3 separate regions of the Zea mays genome follow, and regions 2 and 3 are each linked to region 1. A link is a contact called in public Hi-C data. All regions are on one chromosome and are shown on one strand. The core of a region is the stretch at or near the end of the contact, and the rest is flanking DNA. Distances in the headings are between cores, read along the strand shown. Region 1 holds the start of LOC100382217 (peptidoglycan-binding LysM domain-containing protein). Region 2 holds the start of LOC100275552 (putative cytochrome P450 superfamily protein). Region 3 holds the start of LOC103641952 (protein DETOXIFICATION 49).

Region 1 (3,522 bases), core at 690-3,189:
GCCCGCACGCCGCACTTATTTCGATCCGGATTGGCAATCGACGGTGCCAGTTCCTCGTTGATGGGTGTCTACGTTGTTATCGATCGTCCAATTCATGCCCGGTCCTTGTCAGTGGTATTGATAATGTGTGCGCGCCTGATAAAAAAAAGATAATGTGTAAGCGCGGTGGTACTATTGTATAGAACGACTTGCTACTACTTCCTAGTTCCTACTGCCACCCGTCCAATAATCTGTACTAGTAGGCTATATGGGCCAAGCGTGCCTGGACAACCAACTAGGCTATATGGGCCAAGCGTGGACTCTAGCTCTAAGGCAAAGAAACACAAATAGGCCCACTTTTATGGGCCGGTGCATGAACACGTAGTTGGATCCTTTTCTGCTACGCAGTTCAGTTTGGCGACTGCAATTTACCACCGGGCAAGAAAGCAGTTTTGTGAGCTGCCACAGCGACGTTCTCCTTAAGCTTGCCAGCCTGAACCACAGAATATTAATTTCTTGCGGGCGCCCAGATTTCGCCGCAAATCCTGTGGTAATCGCTGGCCCAAACAGAGCCTCTGTTGCAGCTGATTAATCATCGTCTTTGTGTTTGTGGGGGCTCCTTTTCGGCCGGCTCATGAAACGTCCAGATCCACCTGTTTCTTGTTGAGAGTTGGGTGAGAGGCCGTCCGGATACAGCAATACAGGCTACCGGCATCTGAAGCTCTGAATCCCTGAGAAGAAGTACAAGTCGCGGTTTGTTCAGGTTTAGGTTCCGGCCGGGGATGTGCGTTCTATTCTAACCTACCTACCCGTAACGTATACGCGGTGCAGGGAGCCGCGAGCGCTGAGCGCATCACTGGACTCCAGCTCCACACGTTGCTGTCAGCCAAGCCTCGGCATCGGTACTCACTGTCGACGCTGACCGGAGCGCGGACCTCGCCGAGACGCACGCCGAGAGTGCGGACGGCGGGCACGGCGCCGATCCCTGCCTGTCGTCCACATCATGTCGCATCGCGTCCGGTGTCTCTCTGGCTATCTCCCATAGTCCCATGCCATGCCATGCGAATGCCATGCCGTCTCGGAGGGTTTGGGCCAAGCCAACAGCGATTTGTTTGTTCTCCAGCGCTGCATCTGCATTGACCGAGGCCACGACACGCCAAGCCAACAAGGGGGCGAAAACAACTGGAAGCTGACGCCAGGAAACGCTGCAAAGAATAAGGATTATTAGGTGAACTGAACTGTTGCCGTGGGCGCGAGGCGCATCAGAAACGTGCTTGGCCACACGAGTTGGCTCGATGCCGGTTGGCTCCCAGTCCCACCCATCGCCCGACGGATGCCCGGGATGCCTTGCCAATTCTGGCCACGATTTGGGTAGATTCTTGCACGGCGCTCGTCAAGGGAGAGGAGACGGAGACGGGGCCGCCTGGGCTCGCGTGTAAAGACGGCCACACAAACTGTTCGCAACCGCCACACGTGTGTGTGAGACTACGAGAATACGTACAGAACCTAACCGAATGGTACGCTGAGTGCTTGTGCTGTGTTTAGGTCCCCTACCCCCCCCCCCCCCCCCCCCCCCCCCCCCCACCCCCTTTGCCCCAAACCTAAATACTCCCCCTCCCACGTCGCACGGCCAGCGGACACCGCGGCGTCCACTTAATACTGTTGAACTATACTTCGGTATCAAGCAAAGGAGAAAAATTCAGCACTACACTCATCATGCATAGTAGATCATTTGCAATCGGCCGTTGCCGACTCTTTCAACTGCTGCATTGAACATGTTCTGTTCCTAGTAACCATTGAACAACCTTGTACTTGGAACGGACGTGACTATTCATCCCGTCGTCTCTGCCCCCCGCAGCAATTAGCACACGGTACCGTACTACTCGCTCGGGGCCTAACCGTCCTAGTACACCATTCTATCTCTGCCTGCGCGCGTTAGGCTCGTGTGGGGGCGGGGCTCCCACGTTCAACGAACCGCCACCGAAAGTCCGCCAATCCAAACCGCCACGTCCGTGCCCAGAACCAGAAGCCACACACCGCTCTCTTCTTCTGTCTGCGCTCGATAAATCAATCCCTCGCCGGCGGCTCGCCCCCCGAAGCCAAGCGCAACTTCCAAAGTCCAAAGCAGGCAGGAAGGCGCCCCTGTATGGCCGAGGCGGAGGCGAGCAGCAGGCGGCGCCGCTGCGGCGGCGCGGCGGAGCTGTGCGCGACGGCCGCGCGGCTCGCGGACGCGGCCTCGTGGTGGTGCGCGGTGGCGCTCGTGGCGCTCGTGCTGCTGGGCGCGCTCCGCGCCGAGACCGACGGCGTCGGCGACGGCGACGGCGGCGGCGCCTACCGTGCGCTCCGGGGCCCGCGCCTGGGCGGCCCCGCGGCGCGGCCGTGCGAGGAGGTGTACGTGGTCGGGGAAGGCGAGACGCTGCACAGCATCAGCGACCGGTGCGGGGACCCCTTCATCGTGGAGCGCAACCCGCACATACACGACCCCGACGACGTCTTCCCGGGGCTCGTCATCGCGCTCTGCCCCACCAGGAACACCTAGCCAGCGCCGCTCTCTGCTCTTCACAGCCGACGCTCGTGGGTCGGGGCGCCGCCGCGTGTTCTGTTTCTGCTGCACTGCACTGCACCTGCTGCTGCACTGCATGCACGGGTAGCGTAGCGCGCGCCACGCCACGCCAGAGATGGACATGGACGCAAAAGGGTCCTTGCGTTCTTCGTTTCCTTCGGTCCTTTTTTTTTTGGTTTTACACTTTGCTCCAAAACTGGTCCTTGCGATCTTGACAACCTTCTTGGAGATGGGAAAAAGATAAGCTGTGCATAATACTAACTTGTTAAGAAAGTATACTTTCCGTACTCTCCCTTGCTGTGCAGTTCACGCATTCTCTTTTTGTGTGCCGAGTTTTGCTCGGGCTTTAGGATTTGGATATCGATGCAACGAGGTTTAGTAATCATGCATGCCGTTGGCCAAAAATCTGGGCACACTCGTGCGGTGCCTTTCCCTTCTGAGACCATCAACTATTCCAGCTAATCCATATTAAATGAACAGGACCTTACTAGTGGTTAGTTTCAAACCTGGGGAAATCGTATGTGCACCTTTATGTATCATCAAGGTGACAAGTGCTTTTCGTGTGACCAAGAATGGCTTACTGCTTTGTAGCAATAGAGATGGCCTAAACCTGATGAGTTTTTACCTACTAAGGTAAGGATAGGGCTCAATTTTTGAGCCTTCTCGGTCCGACGGAAGCATGAGAGACTCCGGCCGGAATGATGGACTCAGGCCGGATCGGACCAAACCGACCAAATTTTCAGCACTAAATATGGGTTCGAGAGTGTAGTATCTAAACTCGTAAATGCGTGATTTTGCATGGGCTTATCTATTGCATGGGCCGAACTGCCAAACTGCTCTGCTCACTACTGCTTGTGACTGGTATAATAGGGCTGGTACAAGTCCCATGAAGCATCACATAGATGTCTGTCCAAAACTTGTGCCATCAGAGAAAAAGGAAGGGCTAACGGGGTGGGTATTCCTACTTTTGATTTTGATCA
Region 2 (3,522 bases), core at 474-2,973, 210 kb after region 1:
CGCGGAGGTGGTGTTGCTACGGTAGGATACGGAGGAGGTAGAGGAGGCGGTGGTGGTTTGTCGAGGCTGGGGAACATGGACACCAACACGTTGATCGGGTCTGTTTTTTTAGGTGGGGTGGGACGGGTTGGTCTGGTCTGGTCGACAGGTCGAGTGGCTCATGCTCAAGTCTACCTGACGCGTCGATATTTAGCTTGTGTCTCACTATATTATATTAATTATGCAGTAATAGTCACTCCCTTTTAGTCTCTAATGGGCAACCAAAAAAATATGACCCTGATTTAACCGTTATTGTCGTTGAGGTCGCTCTTGGAGAGAAGACTACTTTCATTTTTAGAGTATGTATAACCTTATTTAATATGGAATCTCTTCAAGGTTAATTTAGTGATAAGGATCACGAGAAGATCCGAGGGGAGGAATCTCCTTGCTATTCAAATTTGAATAGGAAGGGTATTCCTTCCCATAGATCCCCTCGTGATTTATGGTCACCAAATCAGCCCACAAAAGTCTTTAAAAGGCTAAATAGAAAAAATATAAGAGGCAGTTTCTTAATGAAGTGTGTGTCTTTATATGACTTGTCTATTAAGATGTTATATCATGCAATATTTTAGTTGTCTCTTATACATCGAACATTAATCTAGAAACTCGATTGTATATAGCTTTAAAGGCTTATTCGGTTAGAAGTGAATCAAAGAAAATTAATCATGTACTTGTTAAAATTAAATACAAAATGATTTAATCCCTTTAATCTTCTCTAATTTTTGTACAAGGCCTATTACCTTTGGGATTCAATAAATGAGCTAACAATCAGTAGATCGCAAGTCTGAATGTGTGATAACGATGGATCCTTTCCAAGCTCGTGAGATAGACTAAATTGATTTCAGAATATCCGGATGATGTTTACATGGAAGATTACATTTGCACGCCTCCGTTTTTTTGGCTTTTGTCGTGTTGTTTAAAAAAATTCTTTCAGTTGTGTTTCTAGTCTGCCTCATCTAAAATTCTCTAGATGGACTTTAATCCGTCGAACTGTTGCCACATGCTGCCAGGCTCTTGTAAAATGCAGTAGCTCTTTGTTCTTGTTGTATATCTAGCGGTATCTTTTATATTCTTTCTCTACATCTATATTTTATAATTTTCTTTTAAGAAAACTTCTTAATCTCTATTTAATTTCTCTTCAATAGTGTCATCTATATGTTATCCCCTTCCCCTACACGTTAACATTAGGGACACATTTTACTCCAGTTTTTTTTCTACTTACGTATTTGTTGTATCCTTAAATATTGTATACATACTTTAATTTTGTTTAATCCATTGTCTAAAGTATAAAATTAATAGAGAAAATGAGAGAGAGCCTTTATATAGAGAGAATAAAATAAAAGAGTATAAGATCTTAAAAAGGCATTATTATCAGATATTATAAAGAAAATGGTTTTCTCTATACTTAAGATAGAGAAGCATATAGGCCCTCGTGTTTCAGAATTCATAGACGAGAAAAGAAACTAATTCGAACAAGAGCTCTGTTGACCACATGATCCTGTAAGGGTTCCAGTCTTCTGCAGAGTATATATATGGAGATATTATCATTGCTGTCGTCGCTGTCGTGGCAACCCCTCAGCAAAGTAGCTGATGTTCATAATAAAAAAGCAAATAACAACGACAGTTTGACGCAGCGTGATGGCGTCTCCAATCTTAATCCATCCGATCCTTGCCCTGTCCTGTGCTCTCAAATCTTCAATCCATTCGGAAAGGTTCATCCACCTTCAGGCAGAGCACAGTCCTCACTCCTCAGTCTACACTCCACACTCCACACTCCACACGCAAGCACGCACGGCGGGCGGCGGTCGCCCACCTGGACCTGGTACCGGAACACCAGAGCTCAAGGTCGGCCATGGATTCGCCACTGCTGAGCACACCCGCTCTGCTGGCGCTGTCCCTGCTCCTTCTAGCGCTCTACATCGCTCGCCGGCGCCGCGGCGGTGGCAAGAACCGGAACTACCCTCCCGTGGCGGGCACCGTGTTCCACCAGCTGCTCCACTTCAGGCGGCTGATGGAGTACCAGACGGAGCTCGCCCACAGGTACCGCACGTTCCGCATGCTCACCCCGACCTGCAACTACGTGTACACCGTGGAGCCCGCCAACGTGGAGTACATCCTCAAGACCAACTTCGGCAACTACGGCAAGGGGGCGATGATCCACGACGTGATGGAGGACCTCCTCGGCGACGGCATCTTCAACGTGGACGGCGCCAGGTGGCGGCACCAGCGGAAGGTGGCGAGCCACGAGTTCTCCACGCGGGTGCTGCGCGACTACAGCAGCGGCGTGTTCCGCGACACGGCCGCGGAGCTCGCTGGGATCGTTGCGGTGGCGGCGCGGGGCGCCGGGCCCGGGGAGAGGCCGCTGGACGTCGCGGACCTCCTGATGCGGTCGACGCTGGACTCCATGTTCAAGGTCGGGTTCGGGGTCGACCTGGGCTCGCTGTCCGGCTGCGGCGACGACGAGGGCGCGGCGGCGTTCGCCAGGGCGTTCGACGACGCCAGCGAGCAGGTCCTGTACCGCTTCTTCGACCCGTCCTGGAAGGTCAAGAGGCTCCTCGGTGTCTCGTCGGAGGGGGCCATGAAGGGGTCGATCCGCACCATCGATCAATTCGTGTACGGCGTCATCGACAGGAAGATCAAGCAGATGGGCAGGGACCAAGAATTCGTGAGCGAGCTCTCTGCAGCTGCCTCGCCCGTTTGGATGCACATGCATTCACGGGCGCTCGATTGGCGCTCCGGCCATTTCTTCTTTTTACTGACACACACGGACGGTGGTGTTTGTCTTTGGCAGGCCAAGAAAGAGGACATCTTGTCAAGGTTCCTGATGGAGCGGGAGAGCGACCCCGGCTGCTTCGACAACAAGTACCTGCGGGACATCATCCTCAACTTCGTGATCGCCGGCCGCGACACCACGGCGGGCACCCTGTCGTGGTTCCTCTACGTGCTCTGCAGGAACCAGCACGTCCAGGACAGGGTCGCGCGGGAGGTGCGTGCCGCCGCCACGGGCGACCGCGACGACGTCGGCGTGCAGGAGTTCGTCACGTGCTTAACCGAGGACGCCATCAGCAGGATGCGGTACCTGCACGCGGTGCTTACCGAGACGCTCCGGCTGTACCCGGCTGTGCCCATCGTAAGTTAACCCGAACATGCACGCCGTGTGCTGTTTTCTGTCATTATCCGTGTCACGGTCACGGTCGCTGATTTTATACCAAATCAAAAAAAAATCTAAATGCAGGATGTGAAGTATTGCTTTTCGGATGACACGTTACCGGACGGCTACGCTGTCAAGAAAGGTGACATGGTGAACTACCAGCCGTACCAAATGGGCAGGATGAAGTTCCTGTGGGGCGCGGACGCCGAGGAGTTCAGGCCAGAGAGGTGGATCAACGACGACGGCGTGTTCGTCAACGAGAGCCCCTTCAAGTTCACGGCTTTCCAGGTTGGTTGTGAACAATCAATCTCCTCGGCACTTGCAGTGTTCTT
Region 3 (3,522 bases), core at 708-3,207, 150 kb before region 1:
TGGCCGCTGTGTCCACGTCGCGCCAGGCTAACGACAGCAGCTGCTTTGCTTCGTTGTGCCGTCGACAACAAGACATATGCGGCAGAATAAACACGCACGCATGCAACAAAACAGTAGGCGGAGGTTATGCACGTACGTACTAGTACCTGCTCCTTGTTTTTACACTCAGCCGGGCGAGCCAATGCTTATGGGTTGGACCATCGCCCACACATGCAGCCACCTCGCCAAGGCAAAACAATGCCAGAGCCTTGGAGGAGCTCTTCCTGTCCAACGCCGCAGCTAGCGCACAGTGGCACCGCCCTTGGGCATTTGCCGTGCCGGCTGGTTAGTCACTGGCCGAGAAACCCCTGCATACGACACCCTTTCTTACATAGAATTCAAGCATTGGTCTAAGGAGCCTGTGAACTTTTATCAATCTGAGTCATAGCGAATGGCCCCCCCCCCCCCCCCCCCCCCCAAAAAAAAAAACACATTGACAAAAAGATGTAAACTTTTGTGCACAGAAGTGCAGGCAACATAACAACAAAGATCGTGCATAAAAACAGAGATCTCATTGTTCACCATATAATGAGACATTGTTTCCCCATGGATTAGCTTCAAGACACCCATGGCACGATGCCGTCCCGACAATTAATTCTTGAAATATTATTGCCGGCTTATCTTAAAAAAAAACAATTGTCTAAACGAACAGATTAGTTGACCTTCTACACATATGTTATTATAAAATACAACGGGCCGGTGGTTAGTTCATTTCTTTTCTTTTCTCGTTGATGGTCTGCAACAGAGGCTGTACCAACTCACTGCAGGCACCCTAAAAAAATGAGTTGACCAAATAAAAGTCTAAAGGCAGTCGTGACGCCGTCCTGTACTGTAGGCTGTAGCGAACTCAAAGTTCAGATAGAAGCAAGATTCGAGTTGGTTTCCTCTAAAGAAACTACGGTACTCGTTGAGCTGTGCATCTACTTGCTAGTAAGCTTTAGGTTCATCCGGATCGCACTAGCAAAAAGTCAAAAACTACCCAGGTTCTACAATTTTTAAAGCATAGCGGACATAGGGTTAAACATAGAAGACGGAAAAACAGACAATTCAAGTATCCATCCGTTCAGGCCTCCATTTGTCAACCACATAGGCAGGACATGAGCCACATTTGAACAACCGTACTCCCGTTTGGAATTCTGTAATGGATCGGCCGACCGAAACGCATGGACAAAGAATCTGAACATTATCCTGTTATAGAGCTAGCTTAATTAATTTCGTTTACTTGAGCAGGTCGCAGGGAATTAATTATCCTGTAATACTATGTAAAAGTCTGATTTAAAAAAACCTATATCTTTGCTCAATTTGGATGACGGTATTGAAGGGTATAGAATTGAATTGGTGGTATTGAAATAAATAAGATACAATTTCAATTCTATTGTTCGGATGTCGAAGTATTGGAGTTTGAATTAGGTGGTCTAATTCCATGCAATACAGAGCGATGACACTCCGAATTGGGAGCGAGAGTTTCTAGTTATAGTGCAATACCGCAGAATTGACTCTCCGATTCTAAATCTTAATTCCATGTGCAATCAAACAACAGAATTTAGAAAAACTGATTTAAATTCTCAATTATGTACACCAATATATGCATCCAAACGAGTAAGCTGCCTTGTTTATACTCCTGCCGTTCTTAATTCTATGGAAAAGTTTAGTCAAACGAAACAACATTAAATAAAAAACTAATAGCCGCAAAAGTAACTTACTCTGCGTTAAAAAAAAGTAACTTACTCTTAAAGTAAAAAAAACGAAGCGCTCATAAATATCAAAACTTGATTTTTATTGCCCAGATTAATGCTAAGTACCGGAGTTACGAAAAAAATATGTTTGTAACCGAAGCCGAATATATAAAAGTGCTGCCAGTACATCCAGCATGTATGTCCAGGAAAATTATACCATGTCATATGTTATGCACAGATATTTTAGTATTCCGTTTCAGGTACATATTATTGTACAGTCCAGTGCGGGAGTAAATATGAATTCTGGTCGGCTCTGGGTTGATAGATACAGCAACAACTAAACAAAACACAGAAGCGATCCAAGCGCTGTCAAGGACCGAGAAAAGCTAGTGACAGAGGGGGATCTTCTTTAGCTCTTTGCCACCCGAGCGAGCGGCCAGGCCTCTCTCTCCCGGCTCCCGCCTCCTTCGAGGCCTCGACGCCTATAAAAAGGTGTCGCCGGGCTTCCCAGTCCCCCGCGCCGCGCGGTTCTCGACTCCACCAACCAAGCATCCCAGCTTCCAAAGGGGAGACAAGCCGAGAAGCGCTCCCTCATCTCCCCCCCACAACAGGAACTACGTACGATCTCGTAAATTGCCTTGGAGTTTACCTGCGCCCGTGCGCCGCAAAGGCCATTCACTCCCTTGGCCTCCTCGCGACACACGCGCGCAGAGCAGAGCAGAGCAGTTTCTCTGTTTCTCCAGCAGCCATGACGTCGTGCGCGGGAGACGCCACGGTGGCGTGCCGGGACGATGCGCGACGGCTCGGGGACGCGGCCTGCGTCATCGTCTACCCATTGCTCGACAAGGCTGCGGAGGTCCACATCCCGGTGGCTGGAGACGAGGCGCCGGCCGTGCCCGTGCCCGTGCTCACGAGCAAGTCGCCCGGGCGGCTCGCCACCGCGGTGAGGGAGGCTCTGTCCGTATCCCTGGGCGTGGCGTTCCCGACGACGCCGTTGGTGTCGTCCAGCGAGGCGCGTGGAGAGGCGCGGTCGATTCTGGGCCTCGCGCTCCCGATGATCCTGACGGGCCTCCTGCTGTACCTCCGCTCCATGATCTCGATGCTCTTCCTCGGTCGCCTCGGCGGGCTGGCCCTCGCTGGCGGGTCGCTCGCCATCGGCTTTGCCAACATCACGGGGTACTCCGTGCTCTCCGGCCTCGCCATGGGCATGGAGCCCATATGCGGCCAGGCATTCGGCGCGGGCAACTTCCCGCTCCTCGGAGTCACCACGCAGAGGACGGTGCTGCTGCTCGTCGCGGCGGCCGTTCCCATCGGTGGCCTGTGGATGCACATGCGGCCTCTCCTCCTCCTGTGCGGCCAGGACACGGGCATCGCGTCGGTCGCCGAGACCTACATTCTGGCCTCGCTCCCGGACCTCGTCCTCCAGGCGTTCATCCACCCCGTGCGGATATACCTCCGGGCGCAGTCCATCAACCTGCCGCTCACGGTCTGCGCCGCGCTAGCCATTGCCATACACCTCCCCGTCAACTACGTCCTCGTCACCGTCCTCGGCCTCGGCATCAGGGGGGTGGCGTTCGCCTCCGTGCTTGCGAACCTGAACCTCCTCCTCTTCCTCCTCGCCTACATCCTCTTCAGGGGCGTCCACAGGCGCACCGGCGGCTTCGTGCTCTCCCGCGAGAGCTTCCGGGGCTGGGGCGAGCTCGTCAGCCTCGCGCTGCCGAGCTGCGTGAGCGTCTGCCTCGAGTGGTGGTGGTACGAGATCATGATCCTGCTGTGCGGCCTGCTGCTGAACCCGCAGGCCACGGTG

Evidence for each region. Hi-C and Micro-C count contacts between places; a contact is called where the count stands out from the background.
Region 2: a contact with region 1 is called in a Hi-C map of ear, with 2.0 times the contacts expected there. The contact joins the promoter of LOC100275552 here to the promoter of LOC100382217 in region 1. A contact is called at or near these places in 2 of 25 Hi-C or Micro-C datasets (bundle sheath and ear).
Region 3: a contact with region 1 is called in a Hi-C map of endosperm, with 5 times the contacts expected there. The contact joins the promoter of LOC103641952 here to the promoter of LOC100382217 in region 1. A contact is called at or near these places in 6 of 25 Hi-C or Micro-C datasets (bundle sheath, ear, endosperm and 2 more).

The regions. Positions count from the first base shown.
Region 1 is chr10:139,120,594-139,124,115 of Zm-B73-REFERENCE-NAM-5.0, reverse strand. It overlaps LOC100382217 (peptidoglycan-binding LysM domain-containing protein), which reads left to right and starts at 1,939. Exons shown (of 1, transcript NM_001174974.2): 1 at 1,939-2,812. The coding sequence starts at 2,126. The coding sequence ends at 2,518.
Region 2 is chr10:138,914,615-138,918,136 of Zm-B73-REFERENCE-NAM-5.0, reverse strand. It overlaps LOC100275552 (putative cytochrome P450 superfamily protein), which reads left to right and starts at 1,723. Exons shown (of 3, transcript NM_001149607.2): 1 at 1,723-3,169; 2 at 3,275-3,478. The coding sequence starts at 1,892.
Region 3 is chr10:139,266,966-139,270,487 of Zm-B73-REFERENCE-NAM-5.0, reverse strand. LOC103641952 (protein DETOXIFICATION 49) reads left to right here and starts at 1,957. Exons shown (of 1, transcript XM_008665251.2): 1 at 1,957-3,522. The coding sequence starts at 2,464.